2 separate regions of the Mus musculus genome follow, and region 1 is linked to region 2. Evidence: chromatin contacts called from public promoter capture Hi-C data. All regions are on one chromosome and are shown on one strand. Each heading gives the region's core, a stretch centred on a gene start, on an enhancer-like site or on the middle of the called end of the contact. The rest is flanking DNA. Distances are from core to core; before and after follow the strand shown. Region 1 holds the start of 2310015A10Rik (RIKEN cDNA 2310015A10 gene). Region 2 holds the start of Plekhg3 (pleckstrin homology domain containing, family G (with RhoGef domain) member 3).

Region 1 (7,207 bases), core at 3,021-5,520, 3.6 Mb after region 2:
GGGGTGGATTGGTGGGTGGGTAGGTTGGTTGGTTGGTTGTTTTAACATTTTCTGGTCTCCTGTGTCTTTAAAATTGTACCAAACCTTAAGCTCATAAAGTTGGAATTATTTTTAATTCAATGATTGTCTTTTTGGATCTTGCAACACACTACTTCCCATACACACACCATCTCCGACTACAGATGAGGTCACAGAAAGGTCTGTTAGGGTGAGGAGTCAGGACAGGCTTATGGGGGGGGGGGGGCAGAGAGGTTCCTAAACCCTTCCCTATTCTTATGTGAGGACCAAGGATGGGAATCCCTTCTCTCATGGCACTGGGCCATTGCAGGATGGGGAACCACATTTAATTTTTTTAAAGTTCCATAAAATTATTTTTCAATGGCTTTAATTAAAGCATTTTAAGACACAATGAACTTTTTAACCCCCTTAGCAAAAGGCAAACTATCAAGCCTTTCTATTAAGAATCACCACATGGTGTGGCTGTCTTCTGCAAACGGCAGCCTTAGCCTGCGACGCTCTTAGCAGCAGACACCCCACCCTGGGTGCTCTAAGTTAGAGATGCTTCCACTTTTTCCTCCTCCTTGGTTTTTGTTTTCAGTATATTTGCTGCCAAAGCAAGCACTTGTTTTATTTTCCAGACAGGGCCTGCATCTCACTTTGTAGCCCCAATTGGCCACAGACCCACAGGGGCCTTCCCACCTCAGTGTTGGGTTTATAGGCACGAGCCACGACGCTCCACTATCCAAGGTTTTCCTTAAACATCAAAAAATAAATAGAAAGGCAGACTATTCTGAACATCCTTGGGCCTGGTATCCTGCCTGGCACTGGAGAAGCCGACGCTACTATGCTCCCCAGAGGTCTAGGACACACCCTCTGGTCCAGAACATGTCACCTTGGAGGATGGGATCTTTCCCTCCGGCTAAATCAGCTAGAAGCTGATGAACAGGGCAGTGCATGCTCTGAGCCATGGCTTTGAGTCACACACACACACACACACACACACACACACACACACACACACACACGCACGCGTGTGCGCACGCGATGTAGAACTATAGGAGGTGAACTCATACCCACTCCTAAAGGCTGGATTGGTTTTGGTGCTGATAGGGCTGTTGACCCTGGTTGGCAAGCAAGCCATGAAGGGCTCCACACAGCAGGGGGCAGTACAACACACCTTCAAGGAAGGACTAGAGGGATCACCAAAGGACCTGACCAGAGATGTGCTTCAGCCATGTTTGAGTCCCGACTCCTAAGGCCTGAGCCAATCCAATGCAGGGATGAAGAACTCAAAGTCTGCTTTCTATCCCCTCCTTTCCTTGGAACCACTGTCCGAAGAGCCAAGGGAAGGCAGGATGGAGGAGCCACAACAGTTCCTCCTGCTCTGTCTCCTTCCCTAGGTGGGCTCCCGGGAAGTGGGGAGAGCTCACAACAAGGCTAGAATGAGCTCAGAAAGCCCATGGGTGTTGAGACCCATACAATGAGTTAGTAAACTTTCAAAACTTATGACTCCAAGGAAGACAGCAATCTCTGAGAGACTTTGGGAGCAAGGGCTGAGGCACCAGGTTTGGAAGCCAAAAAGCTTGGCTTCAAATCCCATCTGTTAGCTTTGAAACACTGGACAAGCCACAAAATGAGCCTAACCTTTGCTCTATAGACAAAGCTGTTGCTTGGAATGGTAGAAAGTCCATAGGCTTAGCAAGAGTCCCCGACCCAATGGGAACAGACTACCACTGACAGCATGGAGGGGGCTCTGGAATAAACATACAGAAGACCTTGGAAGTAGAAAGACATGTGCAGACTAGTGCTTCCAACTCAGGCCCAGAACCCCAAAGACTTGGGCCTATATCCCTCAGATTGCAGCTCTCCCAGAAGCCACCAGGCCACAAAGGCTGCATGAATCTGCAGTGGCAGTGGACATATCTGCTTTTTCCATGGAGACATCAAAAGGAAAGGGGACACTGAGGGTTTTCTGCAGGGCAACCTAAGCTTGGCTATCTAAGCACATGGCCAGGAGCTGAACTGGAGGACGGTCCCACAGGGACAGACATGGGGACAGTCATCCCCTTACTGAAGCCATGTCTACTCTGAAGGTTGTGAGGCTGGCCTCTTCAGTCAGAGCAGACTGAGGCTTCCCCTAGGCAGGGAGGAAAGAGTTAAGCCTGCTCAAGGCTGGGAAGGCGGGTTCAGCAGCTATAAACAGAGAGCCCTGGGAGGGAGGGAGGGAGGGAGGGAGGGAGGGAGGGAGGGAGCTGACACAGGATGTGGCCAGGGCTTGAGCTTGTCTGATTATTAACTTCACTTTTATTTGGAGGGGGATTCATTCTCTGTTTCACTTCCCATCAAGGAAGTGAAAGCCCAGGTCTCAGAGGGCCTGGTTTCAAATTGTTTTGTCACAGCTCATTTATTTTTTCCCCTTAAATAAATAAACAAAACCACCTCTTTGTTTCCCCCTTAATGAGCATTCCGCAGATCATCTGTGGCCGAGGCTTGAAAGGGGTTTTCAGGAGTCCTTCATGGGACAACTTTGGGTTTCATCTTTTAAAAGGAACAAGAAAGGATCTCTCCGTAGGCATAAACCTTCTCCAAGCTGTCCCAAGCTCTTCTTTCCTGCCTCTTCCTGGGACCCTCAGCCTACACCCCAAGTCTTGCCAAGCACTTAGCCCAGCGGTTCTCAGCCTTTCTAATGCTGAAACTCTCTAACACAGTTCCTCATGCTGTGGTGACCCACCCCCACACACCCCCAACCCATAAAATCACCTTCATTGCTACTTCATAACTGTAATTTTGCAACTGTTGTGAATCATAATGTAAATATCTGTGTCTTCCGAGGGTCCTTTGACAAACCCCCCGGGGGCGCGACCCACATGTTGAGAACCACCGGCTTAGGCCGGTCTTCAGTTGGTCCTGAGCCTGCCAGCCTGATTGTCTTCCCTTTGCCCATAGCCCAAGCCATACAGAATTGCACAGAGGGGGCTCTGAGGGCCCATCTTCTCAGTCTGGTTCACACCTATGGTTTTGGTTCCTACCGCACACACCCTGACAGTTCTACTCAGAATAACTTTCAGTAAACACACAAAAGGATTCCATTACAGGGCTTAAGGAAACACCATTATACATACTCCTGTGCTGAAGGTTCAAAACACCTGTGAATAACTCCTAGGCCCCAATCCAGATTAAAACCTATTCAGTCGCTTGGTAGTCCTCTTGCAAGGACCCGTTCCTGCATGACCTACGTACCCAGTAAGACGACCAATTTCATGATGGGCCTGACACTCATGGGTCCTCAGGATTCAGAAGGGAAGGGTGCAGCCACAAAGACTGAGAGTTGCAGAAGCCCAGTGATGACAGCATGTAGGTGGGCTAGCCAGGAAGAGGCACCTTCACTGGAAACAAAGGGGGAAATCAAGAAAGCTTCTTAGTGGGGGCTGACAGAGGAAAAGAATATTCTAGAACCTGAAAACTACAAATGCTAGAACAACCCCGATGTGTAAACTAGGCAAAGAGGAGGAGCCGTGGGGTCTTCTGTCCCTCGGATGACATCAGAATGATTGAGAAACTGGAAATGAGCTGATCACATATAGCACTGGAGCAGCTAGTCCTTGACCCTGGGTTGGTACGGCCCGAGGGCATCTACTGGAATACCACCTTGTCTCGGACCCTGCCACTGGGCTGCCAGGCAACAACAGCCTGGTGATCACTCTGACCTACTTCAACCACCCATGACTTTTAAGCTCTTTGAATATAGGGCAAAAAGAACTAGGAGGCGACTGGGACAAATCCAATCACTGACCGAAGCGCTGGCCCTGCCTACTAATGGCTAACTGATGGCATTTCCAAACACCCCAGGGAACGTGCCAGGGCCTCGAGTTTTCTTCCCGTTCTTAGAAATTCCTCCCCACGCCCATGGCATTACGGTTTCCAAATCCCAGGCCCGCCGCGGGGCTCGGTGGCCGGACCCCTGGCCGCGCCCGGAGCGGCCAGGAGCTGGTTAAGGGCGCCAAGATGGCCGGCTTGTTTTGCTCGCCGAGGCATCACGCGGAGGCTGCCCTTTGCCTCCGGGGCCGCGGTCAAGGTTCCGCCGCCCTCTCTGGCAGGCTGCCCCGGCCGGCCCGAGCGAGCCTCCTCCCCTGCGCCCTGGAGCCTCGCGAACCTTCGAGACCGGGGCGCGGCAGAGCGACAGCGCGGCCAGCCCGGAGCTTCGGGGCCGCTGCTGGCCCTTCGGCATCTCGGAGCGTCTGTCGCCCGGGCGAGCAGACTGCGGCCGCCCCGCCGGTCTTCCCCAGCCGGCCTTTCACGCCGCTCAAGCAGCCGAGGTCGTTCGATGGGCGTGGCAACACTGCCCTCCACTGGCCAGTGTGCCGAATGGCACACGCGGGGCCATCCTAACTGCCCTGGACCACCGGGCACTGAGACCCTTTCTACAGGGTTCTCAAAAGCGTACACCACACTTCCCTAGGCGTCTTCCCATCTGTTGGTCGGACTCCAACTCAGAGTTTGTATTTTATGGCATTCCAGGGTGAATGTTGCTGCTGTTGGCCGCTGGTCCTGAATCTACCAGCTCAGCCCACTTACTTAGGCCAGGGTTCTATCATCCACTCCAGTATACAGTATGCAGACAGAGCACAGAGGACCCTGATGGAGCTCTCAACCATATGGCACTTAGCGGGATAATTTCACAAATCTAAGATGACACTTGAGAAAGTTTTAAATCTTAAGTGTACGGCTGTTTGCCTATATGTATTTCTATGTACCGTGTGCCTGCAGTGCACTTTGAGGCCAGAAGAGGACTTTTTAAATCCCCTGAACTGGAATTACAGATGGCTGTAAGCTTGTAAGGTTGTAAGCACGTGAGTGCTGGGAATTGAACCTGGGTTTTCTGGAAGAGTAGCCAATGACCTTTACTGCTTATCCGTCTCTCCAGCCCCTTGAAAAAGTTTTAATTCACTTATAAAATATATATGCATATATGTATATGTGTGTATATATTTTATATAGTTATTTAAATCAGGGCAGTTTTCAAGACTGGATTCCCTCCTTCTAACATGTGGATTCTGTAGATTCTAACCAAACTCAGATCATCAGGCCTGTGAATCACCTTCACCAAACTGAACCATCTCACCAGGCCCAGTTTGGAAAAGTTTCCATGTTCTTATAGAGGAAAATATTAAGGCACTGAAAGAAGACATAAATAGGGAACTACAAACAGTCCCCAGTTTATCATAATTTCACCTGTAAGGTGAAACATAAATAATATACATTCAGTAGAAACCACAGTTGAATTTTTAATTCTGGGTTTTCCCCCGGACTAGCAATAAACACAGTATTCTTCTGCGGGAAGTTCCTACAGTCGTGAGTGGGAAGCAGACAGTGGTCTATAGTGTACTGCATGGCACAGTGGTGACGTCTGGTACGTTACGGAAGCAGGTGTACTCTCCACGCTACCTGGCCTTTTCAGTTCATTGAAGGGATTGTTGGGACAGGGCTTCACTGCGAATCAAGGAGCATGTGTGATTTATACTGGGCTGTGTGGAAGCTGTCACAAAAGGCCTTTCTGTGGAAATTCTAAAGAGGGGTCTAGAAGAAGGGAGCAGGAAGGTCCTGGAGAGAACCCAAGAAAGCGCTGGGTGTGGTGAGCAGAGGGGACCAGAGCATTGCCACCCATCCAAAGGCTGAAGGACAAAGCTATGGGAACAGAAGAGAGACCAATGGGCAAGGTCCAGACATCTGGTACCCAGGACCTCCCTCTTAAGAAGAGACCCTGGGACCCAAGATCTTAGCCACACCCAGAATGCTACCTCACCTTTAGGAACCCTAGCCAGGTACTCCTGGGCTTCTCACTGACTGAGTCCGATTTGTTTCAGCCCTTCCTTGAAGCCTGAGGGAGAATCATATTTGATATAACCAGATGCGTTGGGCAGTTGTAAGAAGACAGCGTGCCATCTTCCCACCCATGCAGTTCATGTTTTGTCTGGGGCCAATTTCTTCTGTGAACATTGTTAAGGGCCTGTTGTATGCTTGGGGCTGATGTCACAATTCCAACATGTGAGGAGGACCTCAAAGGATGCGTGCAAGCTCATGCTAGCTTTGCCCTGCCGCTCCAAGCACTTTGGAGAGCAGATAGGGGGACACGCTATCTTTCCCTGAGTCTCGGTTCTCACCCCTCCTATTTATTCCCCTCCCTAATGACTCTAGGGTTGGCCGGGTTAGCACACAGCAACCACAAATGTTGTTGTCAGGATGCTTGTTGCCTGTAGGGTGCCCATGCCAAGCTGAAGATGAGGATGGGACAGACAGCCTCTGCCTGTCTACTGCTCAGGCTTCTGTGGAGAACATTCTCTATTGGTCCCTGCACCCTGCATAACCCTTTCTTCATCAGAAGAATGGGGGAATCAGGATAACTAAGCTCAGCCTCCCAGCACTCAGTCTGGGATAAAGAAGACAGGAAAGTTTATCTAGGGCCCCCATACCACTCCAGTGTTATGTCTTGGGGGGCGGGGGGGGGGGAGTCCATGGATTCCAGGCCCATTGAGCCAGGGAGAGGAACACATAAGAACAACAACAACAACAAAGAAACAAAGTAAGTCACTTTCCAATTCAAAACCAGTTCTGGGTTATCTCCAGCAGCAAGTAACTTAATCTCTCTGAGCCTCAGTTGCCTCATCTGGGAAATGGGGAGAGCACAGCATTCTGCCTCGTCGGAAGATTCTGAAGATTAATAATGATCACTTCTCGGGTGCTGACTCGGTGCCAGGCACTAAGGGCTTCTCATGAGGTCATGTGTGGAAGTACTGGCCTCTGGCAAGCCGGGAGTCAAGCCCCATCATGGGAGCCACGAGTGCAATTTCACAACCGCCCTGGTGCTCAGCACATGTGGTTAACATTTAATAGGTGGAAGTTTAGCAAGCCCTAGGCATATAGTAAGCACTCAATAAATGGCCTTCATTATGAGCCAGAGAATGGGGATCTGTGTGCGGAAGTCCCATGACAAAGAGTATGGAGAGGTAGGCGGCCGGAGATGTCAGCTCACCCTATTTCTTTCTCCCCAGGAAGGCCAGCCCCATGTGTGCTAGGCCGCTCCCAGGCTGGGACGGCAGCTCTTACTCACCCTACCCAGGGAGAAGGTTAATTAGCCTCTCAGCCTGCAGGAGCACCCCAGATGAAAGGTGCTGAATATGAGTATAAGGTGTGACCCCCATATTTATAA
Region 2 (7,362 bases), core at 4,007-6,506:
TGACCATAGAGGCCAGGAGAGGACATCAGATTCTCTGGAACTGGAGTTACAGATAGCTGTGAACTGCCACGCGTGGGTGCTGGGAATCAAATTTGGATCCTCTAGGAAGAGGAACCAACACTCTTAACCACTGAGGCATCTCTCCGGTCCCCACTCTATTGATCAAAACACACAATTCAGATGGAGGCGGTAGTGCATGCTTTTGGTCTCACTAGGGAATCTGTTAACTAGTCATGGCTGTCAACTTGGCTATAACCAAAATCCAACCATGGAGGGTACACCTGTGAGTGAATTTTGCTCAATTTGCAGTAAGAAGATCCTCTTCTAGTCTGGGCCTTTGAGGTAGGAAGACATGCCTTTAATCCAGGTCTTTTGACCTGGGAAAGGATGAGCCTTTAATCCAGGCAACACCTTCTGATAGAAGCCTGTACAAGGGCATGGGAGAAAGAAGTCGTTGCTCTTTGTTTGTTTGCTCTCACTCTTGCTGGAAAGTCAGTTTCTTCACTGGCATCAGAGCCTCTTTCTTCCGGATTCTGGCTTATACTGAAGATCCAGATGACACATCCGGCCTGTGGACTGAGCAACTCCTGGATATTTGGACTTTCTGTTTCCAGTGGCCATTATTGCATTAGCTGGACCGCAACCTGTACGTCATTCTAATAAACTCTCTTTCTCTTTATGAGAATCATTCCATAAATTCTGCTACTCTAGAGAACCCTGACTAATACACAGACAGAGGCAGCGACTCATAAAAGAGGCTGGAAGCCAGAGGATCATTTAAGCCCAGAATTTCTAGAGCAGTGTGGAGCTGGGCCTGGCAGCATAGGTAGGTAATACCAGGTACTCAGGAAGTTGAAGCAGGAGAATCACTGCCCCAAGGCTTGTCTGAGAGCTACAAAGTACCCTCAAAAGTGGCCTGGGCAAGTTAATAAGACTATCTCGAAAACAAACAAAGGAACAAAAACCCCCAAAGGGCCAGGCATGTAGCTCAGTAGAAGAACACTTGCCTAGCGTGCATGAGTCTATGAGTTCAAGTCCTAGCACAAACAAACGACAGTAAGAACAGAACACTCCCTTCCCCCACGCTCCCAAAACCCAGCCTGACCCATCTGTTTAAATTGTAGTTAAAATGTACAATTCTGGCTATTGTGTAACTCAGTGCGAGAACCCATGTTTAGCATGGGTATAATTTCCAACACAAAACCCCAACTCAGCAGTTAAGAATAACTAGTGCAATTGTCACAGTATTTCAGAGTCCTGAACTTGTTAGCAGCAATTCCTCATTCCTCCAACCCGATTCTGTGCAGTTTATACAATATTTGGTTCTTTGTGACTGATTTCTCGGCAATATGCTTTCAAGCTCACCTGTGATTCGGGACGTCATTCTACTGTATTCCACGTGACCTTCTCTTTACCACCAGCAGTCGATGGCTATTTGAGTTTCTATTGTGGGTCTGCTACAAATAATGCTGTTTGAGCATTTATGTTCACAGTTGTGTGTGGACAGGTGTTCTCATGTCTCCTAGGTACATTCCTGGGACTGGAATTGTGGGTCATAAAGCGAATCTATGTTTAATCTTTGAAGAACGGCCAGACTGTTCTGCAAAGCAGGGACAGCAGCTGTGTGAGAGAGAGGGTTGTAGTTTCTCCCAGTCCTTAGGAACACTGTCATATGCAGCAGCCTTCACTGTTGGTTTTTCTTTGCATATCCTCTGATAAAGTTGTGGGTTTGTGTTTGGTGCCCATTTATATAGCTTTTTGGAGAGATGTCTATTCAGACCCTTTACACATTTAAAAATAGGTTGTCTTTTTATTGAATGGTAGGGTTGTGTGTGTGTGTGTGTGTGTTACATTTCTCCCATTCTTCCCCCGCCCCCCATCTTCCCCACCTCCAGCCCCCCAGGGTCTTACTATGCAGTCCTGGCTGTCCTAGAACTCACTATGTAGACCAGGCTGGCCTTGACCTTAAGAGATCAGCCTGCTTCTGCCTCCCAAGTGCTGGCATTAAATGTATGTATACATCACCATGCCTGGCCTCTTTCTTTTTTTTTAAGACAAAGTCTCACTCTATATTCCAGGCTGGAGTCTCTATGTGGCCCTGAAAGCCAGGATCAAATGCCTGGCAATTTTATTTTCAGTCCTAGTCACAGAACCTCATACATGTAACTGAAGCAATCTGCCACCGGGCTTGCAACCCCTAGACCTTCACTCTTCTAATACAGAAAAGTTTGATACTGTGAAGTTTATCATCTTTTTCCCCCCTTTTGTTGTATGTGACACACTTTTTCTTGTTTTCTGTGGTGCTGGGCTTCAAACTCAGAGCCCTGTCCACGCTAGGCTCTGCTAAAACGCAACTTGCAACCCTGAAAGCACAGATTTCTGAGTGTAGTAGGGTCACCTTTGAGAAGGATTTCTTCCATGTTTGGGGATGAAGTTCTGTCAGCAGCAGCAAGCCATGGCCCCTCCTCACAGCCCGGGATCACAGCCCCAGGGGATCTCTTGCCTGTGTTTACATCCCTCCCTTTCCTGATGTTCACAGTGGAGCAGCAGAAATGACAATTGTGAAAACTCAATGGCCTTGGCGTCTGGGATTTGAAGCTTTCATGCGAGGCTTGGTAGCAGGCGGTCAGAGGCAAGGGATGAGAAACTGCATTGGTTCCCTGTGAGTCATCTTGACTCTGGTTGTTTGGTTTTCTCATCCATAAACTAGGGAGAACACCTCCATTCTCCCTTCCAAGTGGAGGGGCTGAGATGATGAATTAATTTGTATTTGTTAGACACCCTGAGACCTCAGATTAAAGGCATTACTGAGACTCAAGGTGTTATTATAATAATAAATGATTTAATAGCAGGGCGAGGCCGCTCGCTGAAGCAAGAGCTGGTGGGAAGGCAGAAAGGCTCAACGCTGAGAAGGGGGCTGCGGCTCGGCTTGAGACCCTGGTCCTGACACTGACTCTTGGAGGCTTGGAGGTAGGAAACTGATTTTTTATAAAATCTTGCTTGTTTCATCTGGCTCCAGCATGGCCTTATTGAATGCTTCTTACAAGTTCTGCATAGTAAGATTACAATCTTTTCAGGAAATGGGCATATAAATTAAAGCAATTAGAAACAACTCGAGGCTTTAGAATCAAGTTCAGAATGGACTAACAAGTGTCTAGAAGGAAGTGGAGAAAGAGCTGGCTGGCTAAATGCAGTTTTCCCTGTGGGTAGAAACTCCCAGCTCTACCACCCACTAGCAGTATGACCAAGCCTCAGTTTCTCCTGTAACCGCAATTGTTCTTGTAAAATGCTCAAAGGTTAACACAGTAAGCACTCCAGTGTCGCCCCCTCAGACTACGCCCCTTGATGCAATTGATCTTGGCCAGACTGCTCCATCCTTAGAGCCTCAGTATTCTTCCTGCAAAATGGGAGTAAGTGTATTCCTGCCTTAGTGATTATAAAGTGCAGTGCACTTGGTAGCACCATTCCCTAACCATTACTATCATCAACATTTTATTTTTCTTTTCTAGCTAAGGAGCCAGTCATACATTCAAAAGTTTTAAATCTCTGGATTGGGGCTGGGGGACGTCTTTGGAAGTTGGGAGTTTAAGATTAGTAGGAAAGGACTGGTAAGATTTAACAGATTAGAGAAGAAACCAGAAACCCAGAAAGTTCGAGGTGGGAAGGAGTGGGGCTTCTCCCTTTCCCATCCCACCCCGTAGTTTTATCTCTCTCCCCCGTTCCCGGGTAATCTTGTTTCTCACCAGTGCTGTCCTCTAGTCTGCCGCTCTTCAAGCCTAACCTGTGGACTAAGTAACGTGAGCCTTACTTTCTGGCCCTCCCGCAGTCAGGAGCAAGGACTACTTTAATCTTTACTCTTCCCAGGGATCCCGTTTCAAAGTCACCTGAAAGCCATTTCCTCTCTCTCTGCCCCGCCCCTCCCCGTAAATCACTAGGTGCTTGCTTTTCCCTGGGGCAGCTTTTTTTTTTTTTTTTTTTGAGGGCAGTGGTGGAGGAGGGGATTTTATAAGCTATTTAGGATTTTCACTTGTCTACACTTGGCGGTCTAAATGCTGAGTTACTGGGGTCGATTCTCCATTCCTGTTCCAAGAACCTGGTGCCATCGTTTAACGCAGGAGTCCTACTTCTTCTGTGATCTCACACTGGGCTCCCATCTCCTACCCCTCTTCATGGTGCGTACTGGGGACAGCATCTAATGCTACCTCCCCTAAGATCTTTACCAATGAAAGATTTATTCTTAGTGAGGTGTAGTAGCGCACACCTATAATTCTAGCACTCTGGGGGATCACTCAAGAGTTCTGGGCTAGCTTGGGCTACAAAGTGTGGGCCTGTTTCAAATCAAAAAATAAAATAAAAACAATAATTAGGGCGTGGTGGTGCACACCAGTAATCCCAGCACTCCGGAGATAGAGGGTGGAGAACCATTACTCTCAAGATTACCCTCTGCCAGTCTCAGATAATTGAAATCCTGCTTCAAAAACAAAAACCACACAAAAGATTTATGTTCTTGCTCAAAATCTAACTGGTTTGTATTCTATGTGCTTGTGCTAATCATCCCCCAATTTTCCCATCCCCTAATTTCCCGGTACATGCCTTTTGTTGATAGATCGCACTCAAAATGGGGTCCACTGACATTCAGGTTCCTCGATCAGTTTTTCTCATTAACAGTCCCACTGAGCGCCGCGCCCCGCCCCGCCCCAAGTTATGCGCTTCTTATCTCTTTCTCCTCAGAAGGTAAGATTTTACAACTGTAAAGAGCCACCGAAACCTAGTTTCGGCGAGGAATTCGAGACGTGCCTTTCTGACTCAGCGGTCGTGGTGACCTGCTCCAGTAGGACCAGGACGCCCTTGCCACCTAGACCTGCGCTTCTCCTGGGAAAGTCTAGGTGGCTGGGCTCCGAGTCCTCTCTGGTCGGAACCTGGTCTGGAGGCTTTCGTTGCCCTCTCGGCGTGATATCAGGGCGGTGGCACTAGAGTAACCCCACCACGTGCGCCTTGGGATCCCAGAGTTCCAGGTGGCAAGGGGAGGCGGCCAGCGGGACCCACACGGCGGGCCACGCGCGTTAATCATTAGCCACGGCGGCCGCTGTCTACAGCGGGAGCCACAGCTCGCTCGCACCGCCGCGAAGGTTCCCCCGGGCCCCCCAGAGCCGCCAATTGCTGGATCGCAGCCGCGAGCGCAGTCTCCACCCACTGGAAACATTCCTGGTCCGCCCCTCCCTGGCTCCCTCCCTCTCCCTCTCTCTCTCCCTCCCTCCCTCCCGCCGCAGCCTGGACTCCGGCCGCAACTTCCTGCCCGGTGCTGGGGAACCGTGCGCATTTCGGGGGTCCCCCGGCGTCTGGTGCTCGCAGCGAGCAGAGGCTGGGACCGCGGGGCGGCCAGCCGTGGGCGGGAGCGGCCGGCGGCCTCTGCCGCTTCCGAGAGCGACTTTCAAACTCGAGCCCGCTTCGCGGCGCCACCTGGGCAGCCCCGCGCGCCTGGCGCGTCGCGAGCCGGCGGGGCGGCCACCGCTTGGTGAGTGTCCCTAGGTTTGCCTTTCTCTCTTTGCCCATGCTCGATTGGCTGAGTGGCAGCGCTCTGCGGAGACCCCAGGCTAGCCCTCTGTGGGATGAGGACCTGGCCCCGAGCTGCCTCGGACACACTCGGAGGAGGTTGGGTCGCGGGAAGGTCGTAAGGGGAGTCACTTTTTATCCCCACCCCGGAAACCAAAGCAGCATAGGCTTTGCAGAGTTTGAAATCCGGGCAGCTCTCGACATTCCCGCCACCCCTTCCTTGTGTGCCCTGACGCCCGTGGGCTAGTGCTTGCCTGAGACTGTGGGCTCTTCTAGAAGGACTCGCCTCTGGTCCCGCCAGCCCAGGAGTGCGCAGGCACTCAGTCTGTTCTGGGTTGGTGCCACACCGTGCTTCTGGGAATCTCAGCTGCATGTCCAGGAGGATTAGAGTGGGTGTCAGAAGCCAAGTGTCCAGGAGCTGCAAATCTAGAGCCCCTTGATGCTGCCCCTAACAGCCTCTCCTTCACTCCCTTCAACTGGTTTGGTTATTCACACCCTTCTCTCAGACCTTTGATTTGGGAAGCTTCAAGCTTCAGTCGTTCAAGATGCTCCTTTGGTGGTAACGATTTATTCTGCGGCTACTTTTGAAAACAAAGGGGGGAAAAAAAAACCGGAACAAGCCGCATGATGGTTGGAGGGTGGAGAAAGCGGCGCTGCGAGGTGGTGCTAAAAGTTGGGTGAGAGTATATCGTCTAGAGTCGCTAAACTCTTGGTAGATTAAGGGCTGTTAAGATTGTTAACCCTCCCAGCAACCGATCAGTACTAGAGCACCTTACAGAGAACCCTAGTCTTAGGGTTCCCAGTCTTCCAAACTGTGCTTGTTCAAGAGTGCATTCCAGTCACAATGAACCCTTCAGAAATAATTAGTGTGGAGTAAAATGACAGCCTGAGAGGGAGAGGCGATGTTCCCTGCTGTGCCTGGCCTTCCCCAGTCCCTCTGCTAAACTGGAATCTTGTGTTATAGATGCTCAGCATAAAACCTAGGGACTAAATACCAGAAAGCCAACTGTGGCGCTGCTGTTATTCCTTATGGTTCTGGGCTCACTGGATGGCTCACAGACCCCATCTCTCATGTAGACAGACTACTAAATGCCTGCTTGCCTCTGCTGGCCGCACTCTCTGGACTTTCCCGCTGGTGCTGGAAATCCGCTTTCACCCCTTCACTTAGTCTGGGCTGATAAGGGTGGTAGTCTGTTTTAGAGTGGCCTTGGGGCTTTTCTATTGACTTTTTATCAGAGGTGGCCCGACTAGGAGAGTGGGAAGACCACTGGGCTGAGAGTCCGACAGGATTTTTGCTAGAGGTTTAATGCTGGCTGTATTGCGTCACATCAGAGACTGATCGGGTCTGAGGCTTTTTTTCTTACATGATTGGCCTGAAGCCAGATCTCACCCTCTCCTCACTCACTTATCTTTTCTGACTCAGTTTCCATACAGAGCAGCCTTTTTTCTTTATAGGGGATGTGGTAACAATAAAGGGGAGAAGGGTGTATGAGAAGTAGTCCATAAACTCCTATCAAAAAAAAAAAATAGCTGTGTAGTGGCTACAAGGAGCCCTTACATGTTTGCTGGTTATACCCCATGTGTGACACAGGAGATGGTGGACACCAGGAGCCAATTGTGGCAGTTTACACTCTCTCTGGCTTGTAATATCATAGTCCCAGAGTAAATATTGACTTTACCAAACCCGCTGCTATCTCAGGGTCACCGTGTTTATGCTTAGAACAGGCCAAAGGCCACGGCCTGAGCGATGGCCAGACCCGGAGGGAAGGGAGGAAGGTGCTGGTCCCAGATGTAGGGCTTGCTATTCCC

What was found. Promoter capture Hi-C pulls out the DNA fragments that hold promoters and counts their contacts.
Region 1: a promoter capture Hi-C map of liver shows a contact between it and region 2, with 20 times the contacts expected there. The contact joins the promoter of 2310015A10Rik here to the promoter of Plekhg3 in region 2. A contact is called at or near these places in 2 of 39 promoter capture datasets (liver and pre-B cells).

The regions. Positions count from the first base shown.
Region 1 is chr12:80,128,574-80,135,780 of GRCm38.p6, forward strand. It overlaps 2310015A10Rik (RIKEN cDNA 2310015A10 gene), which reads right to left and starts at 4,271. Exons shown (of 3, transcript NR_033514.1): 1 at 4,154-4,271; 2 at 3,241-3,386.
Region 2 is chr12:76,528,304-76,535,665 of GRCm38.p6, forward strand. Plekhg3 (pleckstrin homology domain containing, family G (with RhoGef domain) member 3) reads left to right here and starts at 5,257. Exons shown (of 19, transcript NM_153804.4): 1 at 5,257-5,515. Mir5135 (microRNA 5135) reads right to left here and starts at 4,909; the gene lies at 4,831-4,909.